2 separate regions of the Gossypium hirsutum genome follow, and region 1 is linked to region 2. A link is a contact called in public Hi-C data. All regions are on one chromosome and are shown on one strand. The core of a region is the stretch at or near the end of the contact, and the rest is flanking DNA. Distances in the headings are between cores, read along the strand shown. Region 1 holds the start of LOC107960341 (glycosylinositol phosphorylceramide mannosyl transferase 1). Region 2 has its middle 15 kb from the start of LOC107957325.

The links. Hi-C and Micro-C count contacts between places; a contact is called where the count stands out from the background.
Region 1: a Hi-C map of leaf shows a contact between it and region 2, with 2.7 times the contacts expected there. The contact joins the promoter of LOC107960341 here to the enhancer-like site in region 2. A contact is called at or near these places in 3 of 34 Hi-C or Micro-C datasets (all in leaf).

The regions. Positions count from the first base shown.
Region 1 is chrA05:78,308,750-78,316,419 of Gossypium_hirsutum_v2.1, reverse strand. LOC107960341 (glycosylinositol phosphorylceramide mannosyl transferase 1) reads right to left here and starts at 2,763. Exons shown (of 5, transcript XM_016896676.2): 1 at 2,191-2,763; 2 at 1,190-1,586; 3 at 655-815; 4 at 480-550; 5 at 1-45. The coding sequence starts at 2,390.
Region 2 is chrA05:78,214,123-78,220,946 of Gossypium_hirsutum_v2.1, reverse strand. No RefSeq gene overlaps it. Among protein-coding and RNA genes, the nearest start is that of LOC107957325, 15 kb to the left of the region's middle. Within about 2 kb of position 4,491, at least 3 of the 9 cell types and tissues checked have an H3K27ac peak or open chromatin away from gene starts, as enhancers often do. A contact at or near this core is called in leaf, where this site is marked.

The sequences.
Region 1 (7,670 bases), core at 1,514-4,013, 97 kb before region 2:
CTCCCAGGTTGCTAATGCCAGTTGAACCGATCTCAAATATTTTCCCTACCATTGGAGCACAAGAATTAACATATAATGATGTAAGAGTAAGCAAGGAAATTCGTAAAATTTTAAAAGAAAGAATGAAAGAAGTTGGTTGAAACAAAACCCTAGATAATTTTCAACTTCAAGAATCTGGAAGAAAGAACTCAATCAAAGCAACTTCTTTTGAGATCAAAGCAAAAGATAACATTACTAGCCAAAATATTTAACATCTGTTAGCCAAAATCAGTACCATCTATACGAATACTATGCCCATAGAACTAAACTATGACTAGTCTTGTAACTGCCCATCGCAACATCTTGATTGTACATGCTTTCTATTATTTAAAGGCTTTTTTCTTAATGCACATGTGGTATGCCCCGCCAATCATTTTTGCATAACATGAGGATCACAAAAGAGAGAAAAATATTTGTATATAGATTCCTTTAGATTTTACCTTTCACCCAAATGGGAGGAGCATCTGTCGCATTTGCAACAAGAAATGACATCGCAATATCTTCACAATTCCTGGTGAATTCAGCCATGGAGTTAGTATAATAAAAGAACATGTAAGTTGCATATAATGATGAAACCATTTAAAAAGTCCGCAATAGTAGTAAATGAAAAGGGACCTGTTCTTGGTTATGTATTCTTTAAGTGATGCAGGCATCTCATCAGTGTAAAGTTTGAGATACTTCTTGTGGAAGAAGGCAGCCTTTGAGAGTACCATGCTGTATGTACCAGTCCACCAAACTGACCACCATCCGCCATATTTGTATTTATTCTCTCCTTTCTGCATAAAGATGAAATCAAGAGCTTATCTTTTCTTTTCAAGTAATTTGAATATCTTGCAGTGCAGGAGGTTTATGATCCTCACATTTATGACAACTAAGAAAAAAGAGTTTTGTAATCAATCCATTAGTCAATGCCAAGTAAAAGTTTCAATCAATGGTATACAATATTAACATACGGATAAAGCTACAAGATTTTGTTTAGTAACATGTTAAGTTTCATGAATTTCTCAATGAAGACAACAGATATGAAGCTCAGTGCCAGAAGTAGGCATATTTACAATCATAAGTCAGAAGTCTGAAACTGTATGCCTAAACTTACCAAAGGAAACTGATACAGCAAGGCTAACATCAAAATTGCAGAACATATGCGCACCTTTTGATCTACCCAATGCATACGAGGAACATATCCCACCATTGTATCTGAGGCACTTTGCCAAACAGTGAAAGCAAATTCTACAGAAGTGCAAGGGAATATAACATCATCATCAATTGAGAAAACCGCATCCGTCTTCAAATCCTTAATTTCTTTAAATCTGTTGTTCAAGCTATCTTCTTTATTGATATCAAAGACCAACTCAACTTGCTGATCCTTTCTAGAGTTTGAACGCACAACATGGTTGAGATATCTTTTAAGCGAATCAGATGGAGGATCCGGCTCACTCCATACAATATGTACAGAATCGAGCCTCGGACATGACGTGTAGTGGGAAATCGACTTCTTCAAGAGATCATATCTTTTCCAAGTATTCATTACAATCGAGTATCTTCCCCTGTACTTACACAACCCAGTAATGAAAATCATCACTTTATTATCAAATCTGGAAATTTTTTCAGTAAATGCCTTTAATAGATTTAAGTTTCTACTGTATATCAATCATTTGTTGAAATTTTTAGTAACAATATAAGCTCAGAGTGATTTTGTTCGTGTTCAAGATCCCTAAGAAAATTTAAAAAAAAAAGAACTTTTAAAAGATATGAACTTTCCTATACAAAAAAAAAACACCCTTCTTTATACATCTAAACAGAATAAACACCAAAAAGAACCTTTAAATTTGAAGTTAGAATTATCAATCACTTCCTAATATTTTAAGCTAAAACGGGTTTAGTTTCAGATCCTAACTGTTGTTATGGTTTAAAAATAATTAAATTACCATAAATAAAAGAACTTGATAACAATTTGATGGAGTTTCCAATAAAAATCTTGATTTAGATGATATATTTACTCGAAGTTTCCAAAAACAAACGAACCTCTTTTAGTCATGGTTCCTTTTTTTTTATATCTAAACTTGGAAACTACTCAACAAAAATCTGAAAGAAAATTCAAACGAAAATATAAGATTATAAAAGTTAATATATAGTAATAGGGAGATGCACCTTGGAGAAGAAGAGCGGTCAAAGTCACCGGTCCATCCCATAAACGAAGAACTGTCGCGGTTTCGGTTCGCGATTGCGAGTAGACTTAACACGACGCAACCGCAGAGAAGGATCTTGATCTTTGCCGATCCAAGCGTCCCGATCCCAACTTGACGCAACTTGAAAACCGATCGACGGCTAATAGGTAAACCGCCCCTCATCGTCTTCTATCACTCTAATTCCTCAATCTCCCCCCTTTCCCTTTTTCCTTATAAGAAGACTGAGTCGATCTGAAGTCTGAACTCGAGGGATGTGACGTTGAATGGAGCCCGAGTCACGAAACTGAAAATTTCATCCGCCGCTTGTTGAATTGCTATTTATATGATTCGGCTCCGGTGCGGTGAGAGGGAAGTAGATTTGTCGCCGGTGAGGAAGAACCGGTGAAGGGAAAAGGGTGGGGAGAGTTATAGGGTGTGGTTATGTGTATGAGGTTAAGGAGGTAGAGTCCCATAAGATGGATGCTAGGGTAACGCGCGGAGGGATATTATTGGCTGAAACTGAGATGTTGATGTGCTCGTGGTTTTTTATTGCCCATTGCAATGTACGTTCGGGGTTCGTTCCTTTTTAAGAATTCTCAGATCAGGATAGAAGAAAAGATACGTTGATGTGAAAGGAAGTATTGAGAACCGTTGGATTAAAATGGTTCATGACAGTTACTGAGGTTGACCCTTAGCCGACAAGATATTTTATAATTAGGACTTATTCAAATTTATTTGATTTGTTCCAGTAAAATATTTTTAAAAATTCTTCAAACAGCAACACGCTTATGACCACTTCGACGTTAGACCATAAATCAATAAATATAAAAATAATTTTAAAAGAAAATAACTTTATTCTTTTTCTTGTTCATTTGCTTATCTTTATTCGAGGGATTTTTACTATAACAATATGAAAAAAAATTAAAATAGGATGTCTTTAAGATTAAATACGAAAACAGATCATTGCAAGGGTGGTGCATAGGCGGCACCACCCTCAAATCTAAACATTTTTTATAGATTTGCATGTTAAAAAAAAAAGAATAGGACAAAAATAATAATAAAATAAGGGTGGAGGGTACCCCACAGGCGGCAACGCTCACTCTTCTGCACCGACGGGACTCCTCACTGCCACCGACGGGACTGCTCTGAGCCATTTCTTTTGTTTTATTATGTGTTTGAGGACCCTAAAATAGTCCCCAATTTCTTTGTGTGCGTGAGTGAAGAAGAAGAAGAAAGGGAGAAGGAGGAGGAGAAGAAGAAGAAGAAGGAAGAGGCAACATTGGTGAGGGAAGAAAAAAGAAAAAGAAAAAGAGAAAGAAAAAGAGAAGGAGAAGAAGAAGAGGAGGGAGGGAAGGAAAAAAAAAGTAATATTTTTTTAAAGAAATAATTTTTAATTGTTAATTTAAGGAAATAAATGATTTATATTAATTGTTAATGTTATTATTGTTGATTGATTTTGATTTAATTTTTAAATTTAATTTTTTGTAAGGTATATTTTGGATAAAAAGAGATATTAAGGTATGTTTGTATTTATTTTATTTTTTATATATATTCATAATTTATTTTTAATTTTCATTGAAGTAAAAAATCCTATCTATGTTATGTACAAAAAATATTTTATTATTATTTTATTTAATTTATTTGGTAAGTGTGTTTTAGGTTAATTAGATATATTTTTTATTAATTTTATTTGGCATGTTATATTTTGATTTTTTTATGTGATGAGTTTTTTTACAAAAATAGTATAAAAATATTAAAAGAATAACTTAATAGTATATTTTAAAAAATATATTTTAAAAAATCCAAAAATAAAATAAAAAAGGTCAAAATCAGAGTTTTTTACTAAATTAATATAAATATACTAAAATAATACATATGAAACATTATGTACTAAAATAATAAAAAAATAAAATACGAAAATAGTATATTTTGAAAAATAAAATTCGAAAATAAAATAAAAAACAAACGGCCAAAATCAGAATTTTTTACTAAATTAATATAAAAAACTAAAATAATACATTTGAAACATTATGTACTAAAATAATATAAAAAAATAAAATACGAAAATAGTATATTTTAAAAAATAAAATCCGAAAACAAAATAAAAAACACCAAAATCACATATTTTTACTAAATTAATATAAAAAACTAAAATAATACATGAAACATTATGTACTAAAATAATATAAAAAATACGAAAATAATATATCTTAAAAAATAAAATCCGAAAATAAAAATAAAAAGGGCCAAAATCAGAGTTTTTTTCTAAATTAATATAAAAAAACTAAAGTAATACATGAAACATTATGTACTAAAATAATATAAAAAACAAAATACGAAAATAATAAATTTTAAAAAATAAAATCCGAAAATAAAAATAAAAAGGCCAAAATCAGAGCTTTTTCTAAATTAATATAAAAAAACTAAAATAATACATTTGAAACATTATGTACTAAAATAATATAAAAGAATAAAATATGAAAATAGTATATTTTAAAAAATAAAATCCGAAAACAAAATAAATAAAACGGCCAAAATCACAGATTTTTATTAAATTAATATAAAAAAACTAAAATAATACATGAAACATTATGTTCTAAAATAATATAAAAAATAAAATACGAAAATAGTATATTTTAAAAAATAAAATCCGAAAATAAAAAATAAAAAGGGCCAAAATCAGAGTTTTTTTTCTAAATTAATATAAAAAAACTAAAATAATATATTTGATACATTATGTACTAAAATAGTATAAAAAATAAAATACGAAAATAGTATATTTTAAAAAATAAAATCCGAAAATAAAATAAAAAATAAACGGCCAAAATCAGAGTTTTTTATTAAATTAATATAAAAAAAAACTAAAATAATACATTTGAAACATTATGTACTAAAATAATATAAAAAATAAAATACAAAAATAGTATATTTTAAAAAGTAAAATCCGAAAATAAAATAAAAAAAACGGTCAAAATCAGAGTTTTTTATTAAATTAATATAAAAATAATACAAAAATAATACATTTGAAATATTATGTACTAAAATAATATAAAAAATAATATACGAAAATAATATATTTTAAAAAATAAAATCTAAAAATAAAATAAATACCAAAATATATTGAACTACATGCCGGGTATATTATATATATTATAATTTAAACCAAAATATTTTACTTATTATCATTTTAAAATAATAATAAAAATATTTGTATTTGAATTGGGTATATTTATTTTTTTTAATGTAGTATGACAAAAATATGCTGTCGAAAAAACGGTTTGGTATTTTTTTGTAATTAAAAGCAATATATAAAATTTAGTTATTTTGACAAATATTTAAAATCCATCAAACAGTAAAATTAATAACCGAAATTTATTTGAAATTGCAGGTATGGCAATGGCTTCATTGATTAAGGAAGATCTTCACATAGCTGACACAGTTAATAAAAAGGTAATATATTGTTATTTGTTACTCACAGGTTCCATTAAAAAAGATTTATGTAATTTACGGAAATAAATTTTGTTATTATAACTTTTTTCTGCAATTTAACATTGTCAGGATTCGTACCGCGTATTAAGGGGCCGGGTGAATGGTTGAGGATATTCCCCAGATGCACGACTGATGCCGTACTTGGAGCTAGCTGGATTCGGGTCAGCAGGATTGATCCGGACGTTTGATTTGCGGTACGATTTAATATTCGCATTGGTTGAGCGTTGGCGCTCGGAGACCCACACTTTTCATTTGCCGTGTGGGGAGTGCACTGTTACTCTGGAGGATGTTGTACTGCAACTTGGGCTCCCAATCGACAGGAATCCGGTAACGGGCGTAAGTGCGATAGCTGAGCCGGCTGCACTTTGTTATAGCCTCCTAGGAGCCTCGCCCGGCGATGATAAGTCCAATTTATCGGTTTTGAAATTTACATGGTTGAAAGCAAATTTTCAGCATTTACCAGATAATGCCACTGAAGAAAAGTTGATGTGCGCAGCTCGAGCGTACATTATGCATATTATAGGGGGTGTATTGATGCTCGATACGAACAACAACAGGGTTCATATCATGTATTTACCTCTATTAACTGATTTGCATAATGTTCGTTCGTATAGCTGGGGCTCCGTAGTTCTGGCTATGTTGTATCGTGAGCTTTGTCGGACAACAAAGCCTCATACTGCAGACATAGGCGGATGCCTTATATTGTTGCAGCCATGGGCTCTTTATCGAATGCCATTCTTGGTATCGGTTAGTCACCAGCCATACGTGTATCCACTAGTTAACAGGTGATAAAATTTAACTTGTTATTAATTGATAGTTTCTTTATAATGATACTATTCTAACGATACTATATTTCTTTGAAATTTGTTTCCGTAGATGGAGTATTTATCCAGGTATCGGGAGGTCGTACACTGTCTCGATATATCGTTTGTTGATTGAGCAACATGTTGGAGAAGGGGTAAGCTATTCCAATATTTGCGACATGTAATTACTTTATATATCTTACTCAAACCGTGTGAAATTTTAACCATGGTATTAATCGTGTAGTTTATTTGGATGTCATATCGTAGACCAGAAATTGTGGCCATTATACCATCTTCTGCCTACATTCATTCTCAATTGTGGTGCACTAACGCACCAATTATCAGTTTCAATGTAGTCGAGTGGTACCATGGGGATCGAGTACTACGACAGTTTGGTTGCATCCAGTATATCCCAGATCCGCCAAAGGAGGTGGGGAAGGTTTACGGCATCAACAAGAGAGGGAAACATGGAATACATTGGGGGGTTGCGCACTGGGGATATATTACGGTGTGGGATAATCGAATGGGTCGAAGACCTCGGATGGATATGTCTTCCGATTTGCAACCGTCGCCAGAGTACATGCAATGGTACTTTAGTATGGGAAAGCCATATTTACTTGGTGCCCAGTCGACTGTAGTCCCCCCGCATGTGCAGCGACCTGGGGCATACGAGCCAGTGGCCGATATAGAGCCCGATCCACAGCCAGATCTCGAGCCCGAGTGAGAGGTGGAGCCCGAGGCACAGCCTGAGGCCGAGTCTGAGCAATCATATTCACATTCGGCTGATACTTCTTATCATCCGGATTTCCTAGACAACGAATATTTCCTGGGCTCGTCAGGGGGCGGCCATCATTACGAGTTTGATATCTTTGGGTCGTCTCCATCGCAGCACAGCACTTCTCTCGGCCTGTATCCCCCTCAGTACAGCACTAGCCTTGGCCCATATCCACCGCAGTACTCCACTCCTCCTGGGATGTATCCGCTGCAGTATGGCACCCCTCCCGGCTCAAGTTCATCGATGCCATTCAAGCCATATGATTTTTCTTCCTTGTATCAGACACCCTCACCTGCGACTGAAGAGGATGTTGGTCATCGTGATCACCCACAACGTGAATATCGACCTCCAAATAGGTATACCCCTAGGACCACACCATCTAACCATCAACTTTAG
Region 2 (6,824 bases), core at 3,242-5,741:
AATATTTTTCAGAATCGGTTACGTGGTCTCAAAACCATTGTTCCGACTAGGGTCTAAATCGGACTGTTACAGACTCCACGATGAAGAAGACAATCAGTAATATATTTTGGTTACCGTCTTGTGCAACCACAATCAGTAGTATCTGCGTGTATTTTCCATAAAGCCACGTTACATCAACCTACACCAAGGTTTGCAATAAGAGAAAACCCTAACACATGGATTGAACGTCTAGAACAATCGGTGAAAAACTTTTCTCCCCGATTCAAGTTTCCTATTAGAGCCTCTGTAAGGCAACGTTTGCAAGTCTACAACAGTACCTAGCACGTACTCCAACATCATTGAAATCCACCCCTGAATTTCATTGTATGACTCATCCCAGTTGCCATACAACTACTCCATGGCCATTTGTTTCGCCCACCATGCTTTCCTGTATAGCATACTATAGTGGAACTAAGCTTGCATGTCCGTAATTAGGACCAATACAGAAATGGTTGGCATACCTTTCACTAACAGCTTGAAGCAATTGTAGATACTTTTAGCATCTAGTTTCCTGGGGTATTGCATCATACCTGTAATGATGCATGTATGGCACCCTTCTAATTTTTGTATTTGCCACTGTTGAGTCTTCTGTATAACTGCAACTTGAACCCACCAGCCGCACCCTTCGTTAGCCCTCCAACATTCTTTAACATATAATGTCAGTGTAGACTTTACAGCCTTGTAATCAATCGACATCTTCATGTTGTACTATTTGATGGCAAACACATAGTCTGGCTTGTTCTCAAACCGTTGCCTAATGAACAACTCTTCCAATTACGAACTTGACGCCAATCTGTAAGCAGAGACTATATCAGTGTACTCGGGAACTCATGCACTGCATCTGGATCTACGCTCAACATGTGGGTCCTACAGTCATTCCATAAAATAATGCCACGACTCGAGTTCTTGAAAGAAGGGAGTGAACATCTTCAACCTCTTCCGGGCCTTTATCGTCGATATTATCTAGAACCTCATCAAGATCGGGATCATTAAAATCTTCAACATCGTGATTAGAATCTTTATCATTATCGAACCCTTCTTCGACGTTGCATCGGTACCTATCACCTCCGGATGTATTTGTAGATGGGGATCTGAGATAGGGTTGTTATACGAACTCCCAGCATTAATTGGATTTTCAGGCATTTGCAATGTCCTTCCACAGTCTAGCTGATTTGTCCATCCGAAATTAAGATCAAAGTCAAACCCACGATGTTAACTAATTGGACTGACATTCTCAACGGGTTCTAAATCGATTAACTAGGCAAATAATTCAACTGGTTAGGGGTTTTCATTCCCAGTTGACAACCATATTGCTATCATAATACCCAAGGCATCATCATCTAACAGTTGCATTTTCATAAATTTCCACGGATCTGTAGAGATTGGAAACTTGTAAAATAATCTAGACATTGCCCTTCTACAAAGGATAACTATTTTCGCACTAATCTTTCTTTTAGCGCTAATCTTTCTTTTCATTTCTTCCAACTTCACAGATTTATTGAATCACAACCCTACTCTTTGACGACCTTGAAATTCATAACCAACATCACCTTCTACAATTTCTCCATAAAAAAGAGCGTACACAAAAAAACACTGAGTTATTCGTCTTCACCATAATTTCTAAGCTCTCCTACTAAACACAATTATTTCTCTCTTTTCTTCTTTTCCGGTTCAACTGTTACAAGGGTGTCAAGAAAAATCTACATATGTAGCACCACCAATGTGGTCAAGTCAAATAGAATGTCTCTACCAATATTTTGGAAAAAAATCATTTTTATGGTTGTCACGCCATTCTCACTGGCACCATCAAAGTGGTCATGCCAAAGAGAATGGCTCCATCAAAATTAAAAAAAAAATATTAACAAACAATTTAAAAAAACTCAAAATAATTAATGGCAGCATGGTGGTCACGCCATTTCTATGACTCTATCAAATAAAATAATAATTTTAATTTTAAAATAAAAATAAAAATAAAAATAAAAATCACTTTTAAAAAATTCTGACATAATAAAGGTGGTGGTGTCAATCTATTTGGCTCCATCACTATTAGTTATTTTCTGGCCCCCAAATTATTTAAAAATACTGGTATTAGAGTAGTATTTATACATGTCATGCCAAATATATTGGCTCCACTCAAAAGATTTGATTTTTTAATTCTAGCAGCTAATGATTGGCTGACGTGGCAATTGAGTGGCGCCAATCTCTTTGGCTCTACCAACTTTTACTATTCATTTCAAGTCATTTATGTACCTAATAAAAAAATAGATAATTTTTTAATTAATAAAACAATTTCAGATTATTTTTATAAAAACAGCCAACATAACTTAAATAAATCTGTGATTTATTGAGAACTAACTATAAAATAAGAGTCATTATTGATTTTTTATGAACCAACATTAAAACTATAAAAAAAAATCAATATGCACAATGTGCAATTTAGTAGCATAATCTTATTCTCTAATCAATTTAGTCATCTATAACTCAGTAACGTTAGAAACAATGTTAGTTCATTACTCTGATGCTTTATACAAATTAAATTCTAAATTAAATAATTTAGAGTTTTGATTAGTTTCCAGTTGGATTCAAAATGCATTTTCAATTAGCCATTAGTAGGTTTGTCACTTAAAAACTCAAATCTTCATTTTAGCTTGCAGAGCATAACATATTTATATAAGCAATAACATTTTAAATCTGTCATGCACGTAGCATTTGATTCGATTTATATTTCAACAATCGTATAAACTTATAATATCTATTGACAATTCTATATTTACCTTATTAATAGTAATTCGATAGTTCTCGACATATGTAAACTCTAGTGGAAGTCAAGGTTAAATATACGGATCCAGTCCACACACTAATATATGTAAAGCATAAGCGATAACGATAATAATAACTTTGGTGTGTATAAAGTGCGAATGATAATCAACCAAACTCCCAAGAGCAAAGCGCTCAACAATAACTCTCAAGCACATAAAGCAGCCTCGCAACCACAATCACTATAAAAACATAGTACTACTATCTTATAATATGCTAACTATATCCAACTAGACTTGTTTACAAAGATTCAAAGTGACTTTCATTAATTTATTAGTAATTCTTCTTAGGTTACAATTTATTTACTAGATTTAATTTATTCATTTCATTCTCACGCTATTCAATGAAATCAATGTCAACAAGTCGCAATACAATGACAATTTAAGGTAAATAATGTATATCAATTCACTTACCTTAAAACTTATCTTACTAAGGCTTCCATGACTAAATATCATAAATAAGGTGAATAATAAGATCATTAAAATCATAACACTTGACTTAATATTTATTATTAACCAAGGCAATGATTCTTAATTTTAAACAATATAACTAATTAAAATTCCATTCAATTAGTGGTTATTGTCATTAAATCTCCCTATTACTATCAATTTAATTTATGTGCTAATTAAATACACATAAATAAATAAGCATGCAATCTAAGTAAGAATTCATTGATCACACTTTAAGTAAAGTTCTCCAAAATGCAATTCCTCAACTACTTTAACCTTAGCTAAGGTGTTAGACCTTTCACTACTTTCCCTAGTTTTAAAATTAAGTTAGTGAGAAAATCCTAACCATTACAATAAATTCAAGACATAACACTTTGACTCAATGATTATTCACCAAATATACAATTATTGAAATAAAGTTCTTCTCACCTCCCCATGCGGTCACCCTCAAAATTTTACCCAAACTGCGAAATGCTTATATTCATCTCGTGGGTAGTCATTCTACAGGGAGGTGGTGTTATGTTAGACAGGTGGGTTGACTGAAGAGAGTTGAATCATGATCATGATTTATTATTGTTGTTCGATTTATTATTTTAAAAGAGGATTTAAAGGTTGATGATGTCATAATTGAAATATTCATGTTGCAAATAAATAAATAAAAAGTATTTTGAATTAATTATAAAGAGATCTTTAGCTTTAGTCAAAAGTAAAAAAAAATATCATCAATAATTTGTTAATAAATTAACGGAATTTTTAACAATAATGATAAATTTAAACAACTATTCTAATTAGAGCAACTAAATTAACAAAATCACTAAAAATCAGATTATAAAAGTTTATGTGAAAGAAGAAATTCTATAATCTTAGGATTGTTTTATCTTTGAAATTAGTAGGTGTGGATTTTGAAAAGAGAATCTCTTCGGAATGTTAGAAAATTGGATATAAATTCAGAATCGTTATTTGTAGCTGCCACACTTTCCTTATTGCTCATTTGGCCCATTACAAATAAGAAATTAGGCATTAGAAGCCCATAGGTGACAAAAGCTCCCTTTAAAGCTTACTAAATTGGACCAAATCTTTTATGATAATACTTTTTCTTAATGGACTTAAGCTAACATATATTATTGGTCGTCGTCAGAGCTGCCCTCCATTATTATTTTGTTTTCAAGTCAACAATAGATATACATACGTACGTGTACCTAAACAAAAATAGTTGTAAACTCTGCCTAAATTCACATTGCTGCCGCTCATACATGCCCCCACCATCCCAATAATAGCCTTTTTTAATTCCACAAAAGAAAAGCGAATTTGAACAACTCTTGCCCCTTTTTTGAATTTATACATTCCTCCTCACTTTTGAAAACAATTGTCCTACCCAATATAATTATTACATTTTTGGTTTTTTAATAAAATTAATATCAACTCAAACTTGGGTTTACATTCAATTATATACATCTAAAGCAATAAATAAATTAATTTTATATTAAATAAAAATAATTATTTATGTATATCATGTGTAATATGATGTTACATTTGATAATTATATTAATGATTTTTAAAATTAAATTAAATTCTTATATATAATATTACACAACCTTTATATATTGTAATATATTAAAGACAATTTAATTACAGAGGAATTGAAAAACGTGCCAAATTTAATTCCCATTCAAATTATTTGACTAAGGTGCTGACGAATTTTGGTATAATGAACCAAAAAGAAAAGAAAGGAATTCTGTTTAATTACTTTCACATCATATATGCATGCATGTATGTATTTATTTATTTATGGTCAGTAATAATTTGTTGACTTCTCCGCCTACAAAACATTTGAAACGAAGAATGTTAGATTTTAAAATATATTTAGGGAAACGTAAACTTTTTCTTTTATATTTATGGAAATAGATTAATTTTTTTAGAGAGAAATAAAAAATGTATATTGCATGAAATATTTTTTGTTGAAAGCGCATCTTATAGGACGTATTTTTTTTATTCTTTTAATACATTAGTTTCTTTTATTAGATTGTTAAATGTTAGTGATTTTGTTTTTAGTCTCTGATTTGATTTCTCTCTTACTTATATTTGTATTTTTATTTCATGTTGTTTCAACATTTATTTTTATTTTTAATTACTATTTTTAAAATATTAGCTTCTTTGTTAAATGATTATATAATAGTCATTTTATCATTGAGTCTTAGCTTTGATTCCTCTACTAAGTATAATTGTATTTTTTGTTTTATGTTTGTTTCAAACTTTATTATTATTATTTTTAATTAATATTTTTAATTAATAAATATTTTGTTTTCAATTTTTTTATTTTTAATTCATCTTTTTAATTATATTTATAAATTCAAATAATTATTGACAAATATCATTATTTTTAATAAATATAATTTTTATATGTAACATTTATTTTTCAATCCATATCAGGAGTGTAGTAAATTTTAGTATTATATATTTTTGTATGTGCATTTGAAATAATTAATTGAAATATTTCAAATATTTCAAATATTTAAAATATCATATCCACAATATAAATGAAAAAGCACTGAAATTTGAAATATTTTACTTATAAAAACAATAATGACAATTTGAAATAATTATTAGATTTGATAATATTAGAATTCACCTTACTCACAATATAGGTGGAGAAAATAAATATTTGATAATATAAAAAATTTAGTTGATTTTTTAAAAATAAAATATATTTAATATAATGATAAATATTAATTTCATAAAAAATATATATTATTATATAATTGAAAATAATTTTTTGATTTTATAAATAAAATATTTATTAATTAAAAATGAATTAAAAATATAAAGAACTTAAAAAAAATATATTTATTGATTAAAAACATTAATTTAAAAAATTTTGAAATAACATGAAATAAAAAAATACAAATGAGCTTTAGAAGAGGAATCAGCCCTAGAACTTAAAGTTAAAATTACTATTATTTAACCATCTAAACAAAAAAAAAAGCTAATGTGTTAAAAATAATAATTAAAAATAAAAGTAAAACTCAAAACAACGTGAAATATATATATAGGTAAGAGAAGAATTGAACTCGAGACTTAAAGACAAAATTATTAACATTTAAACATCTAATCAAAAAAATTAATATATTAAAAAGTCAAAAAGTGCACCTTATAAAATGTGTTTTTAATTTTTGTTTTTAAAATCGATTTATTTCTTTAAATATCGAAAAAAATGTTACATTTACCTAAATATTTTTTAAGATCAACATTTCTTTTTTCAGATCTAGCGGATAAGAACAACGTTTTTGGATAGGAAAAAGGGGAATCTCCTTGATAAATGACTTAATATTGCCATATGTGTATAATATTAAAACTGTGATGTGTTATATAATTATTTAAGGTTTAAGGATGTAAAAATTTTTTAATTTAAAAAAAAGTTAACAATTAAGATTTTATTTTTTACATTTAATTGAATATTTAAATTATTAAAGCATTAAAAAGATTTTTTGATTGTTAAATTTAATGATTAGTTGTTAAAAT